Linked DNA regions of Mus musculus: all the other regions are linked to region 4. Evidence: chromatin contacts called from public HiChIP or PLAC-seq, Micro-C and promoter capture Hi-C data. All regions are on one chromosome and are shown on one strand. The core of a region is the stretch at or near the end of the contact, and the rest is flanking DNA. Distances in the headings are between cores, read along the strand shown.

Region 1 (2,700 bases), core at 80-2,579, 590 kb before region 4:
GCAGACAGTTGTGGACGCTAGAATTGGACCCAGCCCTCTGCAAGAGCAGCTGAGTCTCCTATTCAGTCCCTTGGTCTTGATTCCCGTCATTCTCTAAGAAAGGGTTGTGATAAACGCACACGTGTACATGCACACAAACACACAGGAAACACAAATATAAACATAAATATATGCACACACATAAGCTGCATGCATGTGCACACACAGGCATCCATCCACATATCTCTCCACACACGGCTGAGGCACAAGAGTCCTTACACACCCATCCCCTCACAATCCCGCAGCCTCCTATGCACACAGGCACAGACTCAGGCACCCATGTGCCCAAACCAACACAGCTGCCCTGTGCTCATCTCTGCTCTTGCTTTCTGTCTCACACACATGTCAAGTTTGACAGAGGCCATGACACCCATGACATGTAAAAACACATGAGGTACTAGAACCTAACTAGGCTGCACATTTGCATGACACTTTAATATAAAACAGCTTTGTGCTCTTCCATGTGTCTCCATGTTTTGTGTGCATATCGAGTGTCTGTCTGCCTGTCCATCTGTCCCAGCTCTCCAGTCCCTGGAGAAGGGAACCTGAGAGGCCCAAGAATGAGACCAACATCGCCATCTGCTGTCAGCTTCTGGGACTGCCCTTCAGAGAACACATGGGGTCCAATGGGATCCATTTCTGAAGGACCCCAGAGGCCAAGGCATGACCCTGAGAACCAGTGGGAGTTGCAGGAACATCCCTGCCCTGTGGCCTCTAATAGGTTTCGTCTTTAGAGCAACCTGGGAAGAGCTCCTCCCTTCAGGGTTCATAACTGGGGAAACTGAGGTTTCAAGTCCAGCGCTGACTAGGTAAAGAGATCATGGGATTTCACTCAAAACACATCCCTCAAATTCTAATTCTGCTTCACGTTCTCAGGCTGAGTACCACCCTCCCTGTGGGCGAGGACTGGCTGGCACAGATAACGAGGCTGGCAGTTGGGTGAAGTGGCTTGGAAGTATGGAGGCCCCGGGGCAAAGAACATGTGAGGCCACAGAAGTAGATACCCATATTCAGGGCTCTCACTGAACACTGCAGACAGGCTGGTCCAGCAAGCCTGGAATGGTTTGTCCTCGTTATCAACGCGACCGGTTTGGAAATAATGAAAACATCCTTTTGGACAGGTCTCTAGAGACATTTAAGTGACCTGGGAAGACTCACCCTGTGGGCGGCACCATCCTGTGGGTGGCAGTACCCTGTGGGCGGAGCCATCCTGTGGGTGGTACTACCCTATGGGCGGAGCCATCCTGTGGGTGGTATTACCCTGTAGGCGGAGCCATCCTGTGGGCGGTACTACCCTGTGGGTGGCGCCATCCTGTGGACCGCATTATCCTGTGGCCTGGGACCTTGGACCCGTCTCTCACTGGGTTCTGACTACAGATGCCACGTGACCCATGTTGGGCCCTATTTGGCCTTGGTTTGGGCCTTGAGGACAAACCAAAGCCTGGCTCAATTTTTGAGACCTGTCATTCTCCTCCTCTTTGAGAATGACTCAGCATGACCTACCGGCCGGAATGAGACTGCCTCTGCCTAGCTACCACTGATGTGTCAATTTCTTATAGGCCCCGTGAGATCACCTCGCACCCCCTCATCACCTCACTCCACCCCATAGGTCATCTCACCCCATACCCCTATCCCTACCTTATTGACTTCTCTATATAAGTAAGTGCCCAGTTTAGTAAAGTGAGGTCCTTCTTTGACAAGACTCCCTGCCTGGGCCATCCCACTCAGCCCCAGACAGACCAGGCTGGACCGGGTTCTCTCCTCTCTCCTGGACCTGCTGGCAAAGAGCCGACAACCGGCCAACTCACTCTGCCCACATGCCTTCCCCACCATGATAGACTGCACCTCATGAACTAAACCATGAACCAAATAAGGCCTTCTCCCATTTAAGTCATGTCTTACCAGGTATTATGCCCTAGTAACAAGGAAGGTGACCAAATACACCACCCCTGTGACAGACAGGTCACTGAGTCTGGAGAGGAGCTGGGATGAGCCCTATCCCAGGACCCAATTGTCTAGCCCAAAGCTCTCCCTTCCCCCAAACCTGGCTCCCTTCTTCCCTTTGGTTGAGTAAGTGGGGGGCGGGCTGGGAAGAAGAGGGTGATCAGGAGAAGGGATAGGATGACAGTGGGGGGTGAATAGGGTCAAAGTACATTGTATGCATGTATGAAATTGTGAACTGTAACTTTCATTTTTCCAAACCTATTTTTAATGATGGTTCTTAAATGCTTTACCCTTCCTTGTAGCCCACCACCCACCAGAGGTAGTGGGAAAAAAAGGATGCGAGGCAAGTGGACCTGTTTAGAAATGTGGTTTTTGTTTTGTTTTGTTTTGTTTTGTTTTGAGCAACTCCCTCCTGTGCTGTCTGGAGATCTGCAGTTCAGATCAGCAGACAGCAGCAGCTCGATCCACTCGCAAACACTTCATGGATACAGAACAGTCCAGTTCGGTAGAGTCGGGATAGCAAACACGAATCAGCAGTGGTGACACTACCTAGCAGAGACAGCCAGGCCTCAGCCTTGGCACAAGTCAGCAGCAAGAGGGACACCAGGAAAAGTTTTGGGCTGTGCCTCTCTCTGGGAAGTGAAGATCAGCAAAGACTTGAGATCCAAGCATTGCACAGCTGGTTCTAGAAGCAAGCCAAGCTCAGCCTTCGTCACC
Region 2 (2,793 bases), core at 100-2,599, 630 kb after region 4:
AGGCGAAGCGAGTAAAACACATGCAGAATGCCCAGCGCTGTGGTGCATGTCAGAAATTAAAAGGCACGTAATGGTGACATTAGGCTCCGATACAATGCAAAGGCCACACACCTCCGCATCACCGTTTGGGATCTGATTAGCATTCAGTCCTGGAAGCATCCAGAACAGGAATTACCATCCCAATGCCACAGAATAAGATGCTAGCCTTCATAGGGAGCCAAGTGGTGCAGTCAATGCCTCTGGCATGAAGGAGACAGGGGAAAGCTGCTTTCCCGGGGCTTCCCTTGGGGCCTAGCCCAGGAAACTTCTTGGACAGTGAGGGAAAAAGGCTGCTAGAACCAGAAAGTGGAGACACACCGCGCGAGGGGGGGGGGGGGGAGGGCAGGCAGGGAGGGAGGGAGGAGGGAGGAGGGCGGAGGGCCCGCAGGGAGGCCTCCGGGGAGGCCGCCAGATGCAGTAAATAATTCACACAGAGGAACTGAAGATAGCCTTCAAGCTCGGAGGATCGGGCCAGGTCGCTAAAGCTCAGACGTCTGGAGGGGACTTGTGGTCTTTCCTGTCTGCGAGCCAAGAATTCTTGTGGCCTTGGCTGCCAGGAAAGCACAGTCCCGGGTGCCACTCCCCGCACTGAGGGAGGGAAGCTCCCCGGAACTACCCTGGCCAGGCAACCTGCTTGCCTGGCCCACATCTCCGCCCAGCCGTCCCCATGGCAACCGGTTGGCCTGGTCCAGGGTTCACCGCCTAGTAGAGCCTTGGCCTTCCCTCCCCCACCCCACCCCCAAACCCGCTTGAGGATGAACACTTCACAATCTATCCCTGAGCTCCGGGGGCTGGGAGCCTCGCGTGTAGATAAATAAACAAATAATAAAAAGCTAGTTGTGAGACCCCCTCCGTGCACTGGGGTTGCGGGGACCATGCGCATAAGGGACCAAACTTAGCTGGATTTCAGTCCCAGTGGGAATGTAGGCAGGTGCCTTTGCTGCTCCGCGCCTCATTGTTCTGTATCTGTAGAATGGGGTTGTAAACAATAACTACCTAGGAGAATTGCTGAAAAGATTTAGACATTTAAATGGGGACAGGACAGAGCAACCACTGGTCTACAACTAGAAATGAGGGGAAAGATTTTATTTTATTTTATTTTTTACATAGAGAAACGAGTCCCAGAGAGACAAAATATACTTGCTAGGGATGGTGGTCACACAGCCAGCCCTGGCCGAAAGGAAGGAAATCATGATCTCTTTGTGAAACTCAAAAGCTGGGCGCTGGCAGCGATCTCCCTGGGACTCCCCTAGAGGTTGCCTGCACTTCCCCTGGGCCCACCCCCACCCTCTTGAAATTCAGTCATTGAAAGGTCACAGACCAGACACTGTGGTTTCTGGACCGGAAAGGGCCTCCCTCTAGCAAGCACTGTCTCCCCAGTGCCAAGCACAAGCCCCGCCCCCTCTCTGCCTGCCAGAAAAAAAAAATTGTTGAATGAATATGGACTTAATTAATGAATTCACTGAGTTCATCTCCTTCATAAAACACCCTCCCAGGGTAAACTCCTGAAACCCTTGGCCACCCAGCTGCGTCCCACAGGGCATTTCTTTCCCTAGCTGTATCCGGGTTGTCGCGGTCTGCTTTCTCCCCCCTCATCGACTGCCCACCCCTCCCATCAGCTATTCTCTTAGGATTTCCCAGGGCATACTTCCGGGTCCTCCCCAATACAGCCTGTCCTCCCTGTGACTTCCTCCCCTCTTGGTGACCCTTTGTCCTCAAAACAGCTGCCTCTAGGTCAAGGACCCTGTTCCAGACTCTGGGGGTGTCCCCCCAGGCCCCGAGTTAGGGACAGACCCTCCAGCATGAGGGGTGCCAAGGTCAGGCAAATCTGTGTATCGGGAACACTTGAGGGGAAGGCTGGGGATGTCTGTCCGTCTGTCTGTCTGTCTGTCTGTCTGTCTGTCTGTCTGTCTGTCTGTCTGTGACTCTTGGTCCCTCTGCAGTGGGGCTTGGGTCTTTGGACCTAAGATCTTTGTCCCCAGGCCGCCCAGCAGGCTTCAGTCCAGCTGCCAGGTTTCCTGGGTTACAGGCACTGCCTGAGATTTATTTTTGCATATGGTTTAGGAGACTTCTCTGCTGTTGAATAAGGACAGCACGGTTGATTCCCTGTTCCCTTTCCCTCCCATAGGCAGATTGTGTAAACCAGAGCAGCTGCCTGAGTTTCCAAGAAAAAGATTAGAGGCTGCACAGTTTCTAACCAGGATGACAGTTCCTCCGCAGGAAGTCGCTTCTATTAATTTGTTAAAAATCTTTTTTTTCCCTCTCTCTCTTTCTCTTTTTTGCACGGCTCCATCTATCGGTCATCTGACTACACTGTGGGGGATTTTGCAAATCCTGGGTCTTCTCCAGCCCTGTGGTGTGCCTGGAATTCATGGCTTCTCTGAACTTGTGCCTGTCTCTCTTTGCTGGACATGGAACTACTGGACAATGGCTTCCTTGACGGCCTGTGCAGAAGATCTCAAGACGTGGAAGTGCTCTTGCCCCTAAAATATGCGCTTTGCACAGAGATTGCCCCCCTCCCCCGAAGACGCAGTGTGCACACAAGAAAAGGAGGGAATTCTTTGACCCTGATGGACCCCCACCGTCTCAGCGACCCAGGCCAGTACAGCAGCCCGTGAACATCGTCTCTCTCACCTGTGCCTCTGATATGATGTGGAGAATGGGACTCCCTGCCTCGTTCTTACCACCCAGCACACTACTCCAACCACTGGGAGGAAAATATTACAGCAGCCCTCACTGAAGGGGGTTGAGGAC
Region 3 (2,700 bases), core at 185-2,684, 700 kb after region 4:
AAGATTCATTTATTTTATTTATACGAATACACTGTAGCTTTCTTCAGACACACCAGAAGAAGGCATCAGATCCCATTACAGATGGTTGTGAGTCACCATGTGGTTGCTGGGAATTGAACTCAGGACCTCTGGGAGAGCAGTCGGTGCTCTTCACCACTGAGCCATCACTCCAGCACCTTTTTTTTTTTTTTGGTTTTTCGAGACAAGGTCTCTCTGTGTAGCCCTGGCTGTCCTGGAACTCACTTTGTAGACCAGGCTGGCCTCGAACTCAGAAATCCTCCTGCCTCTGCCTCCCAAGTGCTGGGATTAAAGGTGTGTACCACCACGCCCAGCTCAGGACCCAACTTTTAACTCGTGTTGGCAATAGAGAGCCTTAAAGCCGTGGGACCTGGGGCCCACATAAGAACAGTCCAGGAAGTCTGGAAGCCTGAGGCTTAAACTCAGAGAACTAACTGTGTGTCCTGACATAGGGCTGGTTTTTGTTTGTTTGGTTGGTTTGGTTTTGGTTTGTTTTTTCAGGACTCTAGAGCCCCTCCCCAGAGGATGGAGACAAGTGCCTGGACTCTATGCAGAATGGCCAAAGGTTGGAGGGAAGAGAGAAGGCGAGGGCCAGCTCTGGGGTCACTAGGTTCTGAGTGACCCATCTCCTTCCAACCACATGAGCCTGAACTGCCTTGTCTGAAGGATTTGAGGAGATCGCGAATGCCAAGCACTTGGGAACTCCAAAGTCGGTCTCTGCAGATAGGACATTATCTGTCTAATCTTCAAAGAGCCAGAGGCTGCACTGTGACCAGAGGGAGAGCTTCCCTGCTGCAGTTCCCACAAGTCTCAGGTCTGCTCTGGAAACCCTTTCCCACCATCAAGAATCTTCTCCCCTATTCTGTCCTGACCACCAGCGGTTGCTGGTGTGGTGGTGTGACCGACCAGTCAGTCTCTCAGCTCAGGGGAAGCGGCCTAGTCCACGACCTTGGAGGAACCTGGGAGAAAGCTTCACTAAAAGACAGTACTTTTCCACTGCTCTGCTCTCGGCCACCTCAGCTGGCTTTATGCTGTGCACAGAAGAGGCAAAGGGCACCAAACCCCAGCAGGAACCCACCCCAAATCTCTGCTTTCAGAGAGGAGAGATGCGGGTAGGAACGCTCTGTGGGTGAGGGACAGCAGGCGGGAACCCTAGAAAGAGAAGGGGCTCTCCCTGGGAACTCGGAGTCCACCAGTGAAGCTGGAGAAATTTACATTCGTAAATCCCTCCGCAATATTTTAGGGGATTCCCGTTCCTTCGCTGCCCCTCTATTCTTCATCCTTCCAATGATAAAGCTTAAAACAGTTCCAACGCGCCTGTGCTGGGTCTTGGGAAGCGCGAGTCTGCGCGGAGGGGGCGGGGGAGAGGGAGGGGACAAGAGAGCTAGCGGTACCGCCCGGTGATGCAGGCAGCCAAGGGAGGTGGAGTCGCGACGCCTGAAGGAGTCCCCACCGCAGCGGTGCTCTTGGTCCACCTCATCCAGCAACCACCAGACCCTGCTCTAAAGACGTCCCTGCCACTGACTCGGCGGCAGGGACAGTGGCAATCGCCCCTATAGTCGGGCCTTGGGGACATTTATTGCTCCAAACCCTGTCCCTCCTTGCTTCCCAGACGGCTGGAGTCATTCCTGGGGGAAGCTGCTCCGAGCCGATCAAGCAGCCGCACGGGCATCTCAGCGGACAGCCTGGCTGGGCACCGGGCATCTGCGAAGCCAGCCCCGCCGGATACTGGGCATCTCTCACAAGGACTGTCTTCGGCCGCCGCCCAGCTTGTCGCAAGTCCTGGGCGGTGGGCTTCTGAGCGCCTTTGGCCTTTCCAGGACCCAAGTGAGCTTCCCCGCGCTCCCTGCCCTTTGGGCCGCCGCGATGCTGCCCTGGAGACGGAACAAATTCGTGCTAGTGGAGGACGAGGCCAAGCGCAAGGCGAAGAGCCTGAGCCCCGGGCTCGCCTACACGTCGCTGCTCTCCAGCTTCCTGCGCTCCTGCCCGGACCTGCTACCGGACTGGCCGCTGGAGCGTCTGGGCCGCGTGTTCCGCAGCCGGCGCCAGAAAGTGGAGCTTAACAAGGAGGACCCCACCTACACCGTGTGGTACCTGGGCAACGCCGTCACCCTGCATGCCAAGGGCGACGGCTGCACCGACGACGCTGTGGGCAGGATTTGGGCGCGCTGCGGGCCGGGAGGGGGCACGAAGATGAAACTGACCCTGGGTCCGCACGGCATCCGCATGCAGCCGAGCGAACGCAGCTCCGGGGCTTCGGGGGGCCGCAGACCGGCGCACGCCTACCTGCTGCCGCGCATCACCTACTGCGCGGCGGATGGGCGCCACCCGCGAGTCTTCACCTGGGTCTACCGCCACCAGGCACGCCACAAGGCCGTGGTGCTGCGCTGCCACGCTGTGTTGCTGGCGCGGGCGCACAAGGCGCGCTCCCTGGCCCGCCTGCTCCACCAGACTGCGCTGGCGGCCTTCAGCGACTTCAAGCGGCTGCAGCGCCAGAGCGATGCGCGCCACGTGCGCCAGCAGCATCTCCGTGCGGGGGGCGCCGCCGCCTCGGTACCCCGGGCTCCATTGCGCCGCCTGCTCAACGCCAAGTGCGCTTACCGGCCTCCGCCGGGCGAGCGCGGTCGCGGAGCTCCGCGGCTCAGCAGCATCCAGGAGGAGGATGAGGAGGAGGATGCGGAG
Region 4 (2,700 bases), core at 111-2,610:
TATAACTTTTTGATGAACTACTCAAGTTGTCTCTGGGCCCTCTGCATTTATTAAATGGGAGATAACACGGAAACAAAATGAAGGGCTCTGCCCTCAGGGAGCCGATGGAGAAGATCATAAAGAGAGATTAGCACGAGCAGATATGTATCCCAGGCTGCAAGATCACTCCTGGAGGAGGAGGAAGTGTACGTCACCTGAGCAGCTTGGGAAAGTTTTCCACCTGGTAGATGAAGGATGCATTGAAAGGGAGACGAAGGGCGGCAGAAAACTCTAGGCTGAAGAACAGCACAGCAGCTAGGATTGAAGAGCAGATCGCCTGGGGCAGCCATGGTGTGGCCACTAAGTCACTAGGAGGCTTTCTTGCCACTCCCCACTCTCCATGCTTGGCACCTTGGAGACATCAGATGAGCAGGGCTGAGTGCATTCAGGCGTGTGTAACTGATACGGATAGGTCTCTAAGTCTGGACATTTTGTTTGATGGTGCAGTGGGCTATCACCTTCAAGGAACAAAGGCGCCCCAATACCGTCTTTCTCTTCTTTGTACGGTGGCCTGGAACTTGCTATTTTAGTTGACTGTGGGCCTTGCGTGGGCACCACTAGACCCAGTATAGAGGATGCTAGGGATGGAGGTCGGGGTTTCCTGCATGCTAGGAAAGCACTGCTATACTAAGCTACAGCTCCAATCCAGAGCACTCTTCTTACACCAATAGACCAGGCTACACCAGTGCAATCCACCTTATTGGATTTAGAGAGCTAGCCTCTCCCTGAGGGGAACCGTGCTGTCCTCTTTTCAAGGAGCCCTAGTGAGTCTGTGTTTTGGCCTCTCAGCCCTTTCTCTGGATGCTCCGGCTAAGTTGTTTGGAGGCAACTGAAGGTCAAGGGGCAAGGACACAGCGGAGATCAGAACTCAACCTCCCGAGGGAAGAACAGGCACAGCGTAGGATGGATCCCGGGTGTTGGAACCCCCAATAGGTTGGAGCGCCACACTCAGCTCGTGTCCAAAGCCAGGCTCCCACTCCAAGAGTTCCAAAGACCCACTATTGTCACTCCAAGGCCTGGCAAGATCTGACTGCCTAGAAAAGCCAGGCGGAGGGGAATCGAAGCCTGGGAAGCGGCCGGACGCTTGGCTCGTGCCCTTTCATCCCTGTCCCGGCCGTCGGGGAGCGGGGCCCATGGCTCGGGCGCCCCTGCTCACGAGTGGAGGGAGCGGCCCTCGCTCGCTCGCTCGCCCGCCCTGCCCGCGCGTCCCTCCCCTCGTCGCCGCTGCCCCCGCCCTCACTCCCTATTTGGAGCTGAGACACCCTGACGTCGGAGGCGCTCGGCCCGCCGCTCCCCCGCGCCTCGCGCCCGCCCGGGGCCGCAGACGGCCAGCAGCGCAGCCCAGCCGAGCCTCGCGGGGCCGCCCCAGCCCGAGGACCCCGGGCCTGCGACCCCCGCGGCTCGCACCCCACTTTCTAGGACCCCCAGGAGGACGCGCCGCGCTCCCCGCGGCCGCCGCGCGCGGTAAGTCTCGCCCGGGCCCGCATGCCGGAGCGGGGCAACCGGAGCCCCTTTGCTCCGGCGACCCGCAGTGTCCCCCGAGTCCGGCAGTCCCTCTCCGCTCCCCTCCAGCTCGCGACCCTCGTGTTACGCAGCCCGGCGGCCAGCCAGGCGCCTCCGATCGCCCGCGCTGGGGACGTGGGCGCGGCTCCCCGGTGGCCAGGGGGCACCGGCGGCGTCCGGAGCCGGTCGCCAGCCGCGCCCCGGGGCTCCGTTTCTTGTAGGAGTTTCACCGCCAGGACTGAGAGTAGGAGGGAGAGCGTCGCCCGGCAGGCGCCGGGCAGCGCTGGTACACTGGACTCACGCGTCCTCTGGATCTATCCTGGTCCCTTCTTAGCTGCTGCTCATTTGGTCCCTGTCTCCCATCCACAGGTTTCTGGCTCTCCATCGCTCCATTTCCTCTCCCCCGTGCTTTTTTTATTCTGTCCCTCTCGCCTCGATTTTCACTTTCTCTGGGCTTGTGTCTCTACTTTCGTGTTGTCTCTCTGTTTTCTCTCGGTCGCGCAGAGCCTCCCGACCTCCACTCTCCAAATCAAAGCATCCTGCCGGAGCTTCTGAGGCGCGGTCCCCCAGCTGGGTTCGTGGAGAGTGCCTCTGGCACTACAAAAGACCCCAATTCCTCTTCTTCCCTGCTCGAAAGTCTGGCCGGTGTCACCCACCCCCACTTGCAGGGGCAGAGAGGGAGAGAGAACAAGCGTGAGCGCCCGCCTGCCTGAGCTAGCTGGCGTTTCCAGCGGGGAGAGCCTTGTAAGCATTCCACCCCAGTGAGGCAGTGTTCACCGCAGGGCTCTGTTGCCGGCCACCTGCCCTCCAGCCGGCTCTGGCTCCCGGGCCAGGCGATGATCTTTTACAAGCGTCACTAAAGGGGGCAGCTGCTTGCCTTGGCCTGGCTGGGGGTGGGGGTGGGAAGTTGGGAGGCATCAAGGGAGAAAGCCACATTTCCAGGCTTTCCAAGGCCTTGCCCAGCTGGAAGCCACCAGCCTGCAACTCGGAACACCCCAGGAAAACAGCCTATTGGCACAGGCTGAGGGTGGGGAAATAAGTTGTCAACAGGCAGCCCCCCACTCTTTGTCACTGAGCAGCCAGCCTCCTGAGACTCCCACGGATGCTGGAACTATTTGGGCGGGTTTGCCTTGACTTAGAGCCAAAGAAGAGACAAGG
Region 5 (2,700 bases), core at 102-2,601, 530 kb before region 4:
CAAACAGTAACCAAAGTAGGGGTGTGGGGGTGCTGTGTAAACTGTACAAGGAAGGCAGGCAGAAATGGGGAATAATACCCAAGTTCAAACAGGCCGTGAGCCATACTGGGGCAGGATATTGGAACACATCACTAAGGCAGCCAGGATTCTGGCTGAAAGCAAGCAGCTCTCTGCCCTAGGGCTTACCTGTCTCTTCATTACGTTTGTTTGTTTGTTTGTTTGTTTGTTTGTTTTTGAGACAGGGTTTCTCGTGTATCCCTGACCCTCCTCGAACCTGCTCTTGCAGAACAAGCTGGCCTTGCACTCAGTGACCTGCCTGCCTCTGCCTCCCGGTGATTTATTAAGGAACTTGTCTGAATGGATTTAGGCAAACCTCAAAATGAGCCCCATGCCACGCAGAGCCGCATCACACGTTATAAAAGTCATTATGGCACCCACCGTAAAACAAAAGCCCAATATTGAACAAAAAGGGAGTGGGGTGGAGAGGTCCCTGGGAGTGTCGGAAGGCTCCAGAATGGGAACACAGGGCCGGCCAAGGTCTGGGAGAATCAGCAAATTTGAAATATACAGCGTTAGGAGAAAGAGGGGTGTAGGAAGGGGGCGTGGGCACAAATCCGGACGCCACACCCTCCCTGGGGTTCCTTGGATAGGAAAACTGGCCATCTAGGACATTGGTTTGCAACCTGTAGGTCGCCACCCCGAGCGATCCTTTCACAGGGGTCGCATATCAGCTATTCTGCATATTAGATATTTACATGACGATTTATAACAGTAGCAAAATACGGTTATGAAGTGGCATAATTTTTCGGTTGGGGAGTCACCACACCAAGAGGAAAGGGTCACAGCATTTGTTAAGAACCACTGCTCTAGAGAGACCTGGTAAGGCGCCACAGGTTCTCCATGGGAGAGTGGCTCTGCAGGTCGCGACCCGGCGCGCACTTAGGGGAGCCATAGGGACCCTGGAGATAATGGCTGCAACCTGGAGGACCCACAGAGTGGGATCTGTCCACGGCTCTCAGGACTCAGGCAGCAGAGGGGTTCACTCACCCAGCGCCCCTCCAGGCATGGGACAGCAGGGATCGGCGGAGCGACGGCAGCGGCAGCATCGCGGAGACTCTTAACAGTCTTGCGCAGCTGTGGGAAGCTCAGAGTCAGCCCCACCGGGCTGGACTAGACAAGCCCGGAGCGCACTACCTCTGCGGGAGGCGCAGCATCGCCCGGTCCACCTCCTTCGGGGCCCCTCCTCGGGTACCCTTCCCCCTCTGTCAATAAACATCAGCTGTATTTAACATCAAAATTGCTACTGTGGACTGCGGGTCAAGAGAATGCAGCAGAAAAGCCCTGAAATGATACTCTCTTCTCCTCGTCTCCTCTCCTTATGGTATGACCCAAGGAGAGAGGGCGTGAGCCTCACTGACCAATCAGAGTCTCGCATGAAAGCCTCCAGGCCAATCAGCAGGACAGGCAAGCTGCAGCCTTCTTAGGCAGGGCTGGAGAGTTGCAGGAGCCAATGACAGATCCTGCACAGAGCGCGTGCTCAGTAGTAGAAGTGGCCGGGGGGGGGGGGGGGGGGGGACCCGGTCGACGCGACAGGTGCTACTTGGGTCCCCAACACTTGGTGGCTGGAAGGCTGGACATCTGCAGGCTACAACTCTGCCCGGGCCCGCCGAGCCACACCAAGGCCAGCTCCCTGCCACCTCCCCGGGGGCTGCCACCGTGCATGGAGCCTGATCTGCCCTCCATCTCCCAGCCTGGCTCAGGGCCAAGCCTGGGCTTGCTTCCTTCCAGATTGGAATCAGAATGAGATAAAACCCTAGCGGGCCTGAACTTAACGTTCTTCGTTTTAATTTTCTTTATTTCTTCCTTTTCTTAAAAGCCTCTAGCCACAAAAACCAGTTGTTCCTGCCTCTGTCCCTCTGTCCCTCTGCCCCGTGGTTAAAATTTTCAGTTTTCTTCATGAGACGTTGTTTGATGAATACTCGAACGTATTAAAACAGCTTCCGAAACCTGCTCTTAGAATGATGCCTTAGGGAACCACTGTATTCCTAAGATACTGGTATGGGTTTTCTTACTTTATTCTCTTTGGGTTTTGTTTTTGTTTAATTTTTTTAATTTTTTTTTTTTGGCTTGGTTTTACTTTTTCAGACAGGGTTTCTCTGTGTAGCCTTGGCTATCCTGGAACTGGCTCTATAGACCAGGCCCTGAATTTACAGAGATCCACCCGCAGGTCTGCCTCCAGAGTGCTGGGATTAAAGGCCTGCACCACCACAGTCCTGCTTCAACGTGTTTCTCTGTCTTTGACAATGTAACCAGGGCATTTACTTTGGGGTCCCTCTGGTTCTAATTTGATACCACACTGGGCAGATTCGCCTCAAAACACCATGACCAAAAAGCAAGTGGGGAGTTAAAGGTTTACGTGTGCAAATTTTCAGCTCATCACTGAGGCAGGAACCTGGAGGCAGGAGCTGATGCAGAAGCCGTGGAGGGACGCTGCTTACTGGCTTGCTCAGCCTTACAGGTGGACCGCCAGTCCAGGGGTTGGACTACCTAGAATAGGCTGGGCCCTCCCACATCAATCACAAATTAAGAATTTTTTTTGCCCAAGTAGCTGTGCAGTGGTAGTGCATACCTTTACATCTAGCACTTAGGAGGTAGATGCAGACAGATCTCTGAGTTTGAGGCTAGCCTGGTCTACAGAGT

Evidence for each region. Promoter capture Hi-C pulls out the DNA fragments that hold promoters and counts their contacts. A called contact is a pair of places that touch in the nucleus more often than the background predicts. HiChIP or PLAC-seq counts read pairs in DNA pulled down with a chosen protein or histone mark.
Region 1: a promoter capture Hi-C map of stem cell-derived epiblast-like cells shows a contact between it and region 4, with 4 times the contacts expected there. The contact joins the enhancer-like site here to the promoter of Nbl1 in region 4. A contact is called at or near these places in 2 of 39 promoter capture datasets (pre-B cells and stem cell-derived epiblast-like cells), 1 of 15 datasets of contacts at CTCF or cohesin (embryonic stem cells), 2 of 484 Hi-C or Micro-C datasets (cerebellum and embryonic stem cells) and 1 of 9 other capture datasets (embryonic stem cells).
Region 2: a FOXA1 HiChIP or PLAC-seq map of pancreatic cancer cells shows a contact between it and region 4. The contact joins the enhancer-like site here to the promoter of Nbl1 in region 4. A contact is called at or near these places in 1 of 39 promoter capture datasets (liver) and 4 of 115 datasets of contacts at active chromatin or transcription factors (embryonic forebrain, embryonic stem cells, pancreatic cancer cells and 1 more).
Region 3: a Micro-C map of embryonic stem cells shows a contact between it and region 4, with 3 times the contacts expected there. The contact joins the promoter of Fam43b here to the promoter of Nbl1 in region 4. A contact is called at or near these places in 2 of 39 promoter capture datasets (hippocampal neurons and liver) and 1 of 484 Hi-C or Micro-C datasets (embryonic stem cells).
Region 5: a contact with region 4 is called in a promoter capture Hi-C map of embryonic stem cells, with 2.8 times the contacts expected there. The contact joins the promoter of Aldh4a1 here to the promoter of Nbl1 in region 4. A contact is called at or near these places in 5 of 39 promoter capture datasets (HPC-7-derived erythroid cells, embryonic stem cells, hippocampal neurons and 2 more), 1 of 15 datasets of contacts at CTCF or cohesin (embryonic stem cells), 9 of 484 Hi-C or Micro-C datasets (the Ba/F3 cell line, the G1E-ER4 cell line, the P5424 cell line and 3 more), 4 of 115 datasets of contacts at active chromatin or transcription factors (embryonic stem cells, large pre-B cells and stem cell-derived neural progenitor cells) and 1 of 9 other capture datasets (embryonic stem cells).

What each region holds. Positions count from the first base shown.
Region 1 is chr4:139,682,735-139,685,434 of GRCm38.p6, reverse strand. No RefSeq gene overlaps it. Among named protein-coding and RNA genes, the nearest start is that of Tas1r2, 31 kb to the right of the region's middle. Within about 2 kb of position 1,329, at least 15 of the 459 cell types and tissues checked have an H3K27ac peak or open chromatin away from gene starts, as enhancers often do. A contact at or near this core is called in embryonic stem cells, pre-B cells and stem cell-derived epiblast-like cells, where this site is marked.
Region 2 is chr4:138,462,652-138,465,444 of GRCm38.p6, reverse strand. No RefSeq gene overlaps it. Among named protein-coding and RNA genes, the nearest start is that of Camk2n1, 8.9 kb to the right of the region's middle. Within about 2 kb of position 1,349, at least 189 of the 459 cell types and tissues checked have an H3K27ac peak or open chromatin away from gene starts, as enhancers often do. A contact at or near this core is called in embryonic stem cells, liver, pancreatic cancer cells and 1 more, where this site is marked.
Region 3 is chr4:138,395,192-138,397,891 of GRCm38.p6, reverse strand. It overlaps Fam43b (family with sequence similarity 43, member B), which reads left to right and starts at 1,434. Exons shown (of 1, transcript NM_001081672.2): 1 at 1,434-2,700. The coding sequence starts at 1,885.
Region 4 is chr4:139,091,630-139,094,329 of GRCm38.p6, reverse strand. It overlaps Nbl1 (NBL1, DAN family BMP antagonist), which reads left to right and starts at 1,360. Exons shown (of 4, transcript NM_008675.2): 1 at 1,360-1,503.
Region 5 is chr4:139,621,545-139,624,244 of GRCm38.p6, reverse strand. It overlaps Aldh4a1 (aldehyde dehydrogenase 4 family, member A1), which reads right to left and starts at 1,351. Exons shown (of 15, transcript NM_175438.4): 1 at 1,048-1,351. The coding sequence starts at 1,106.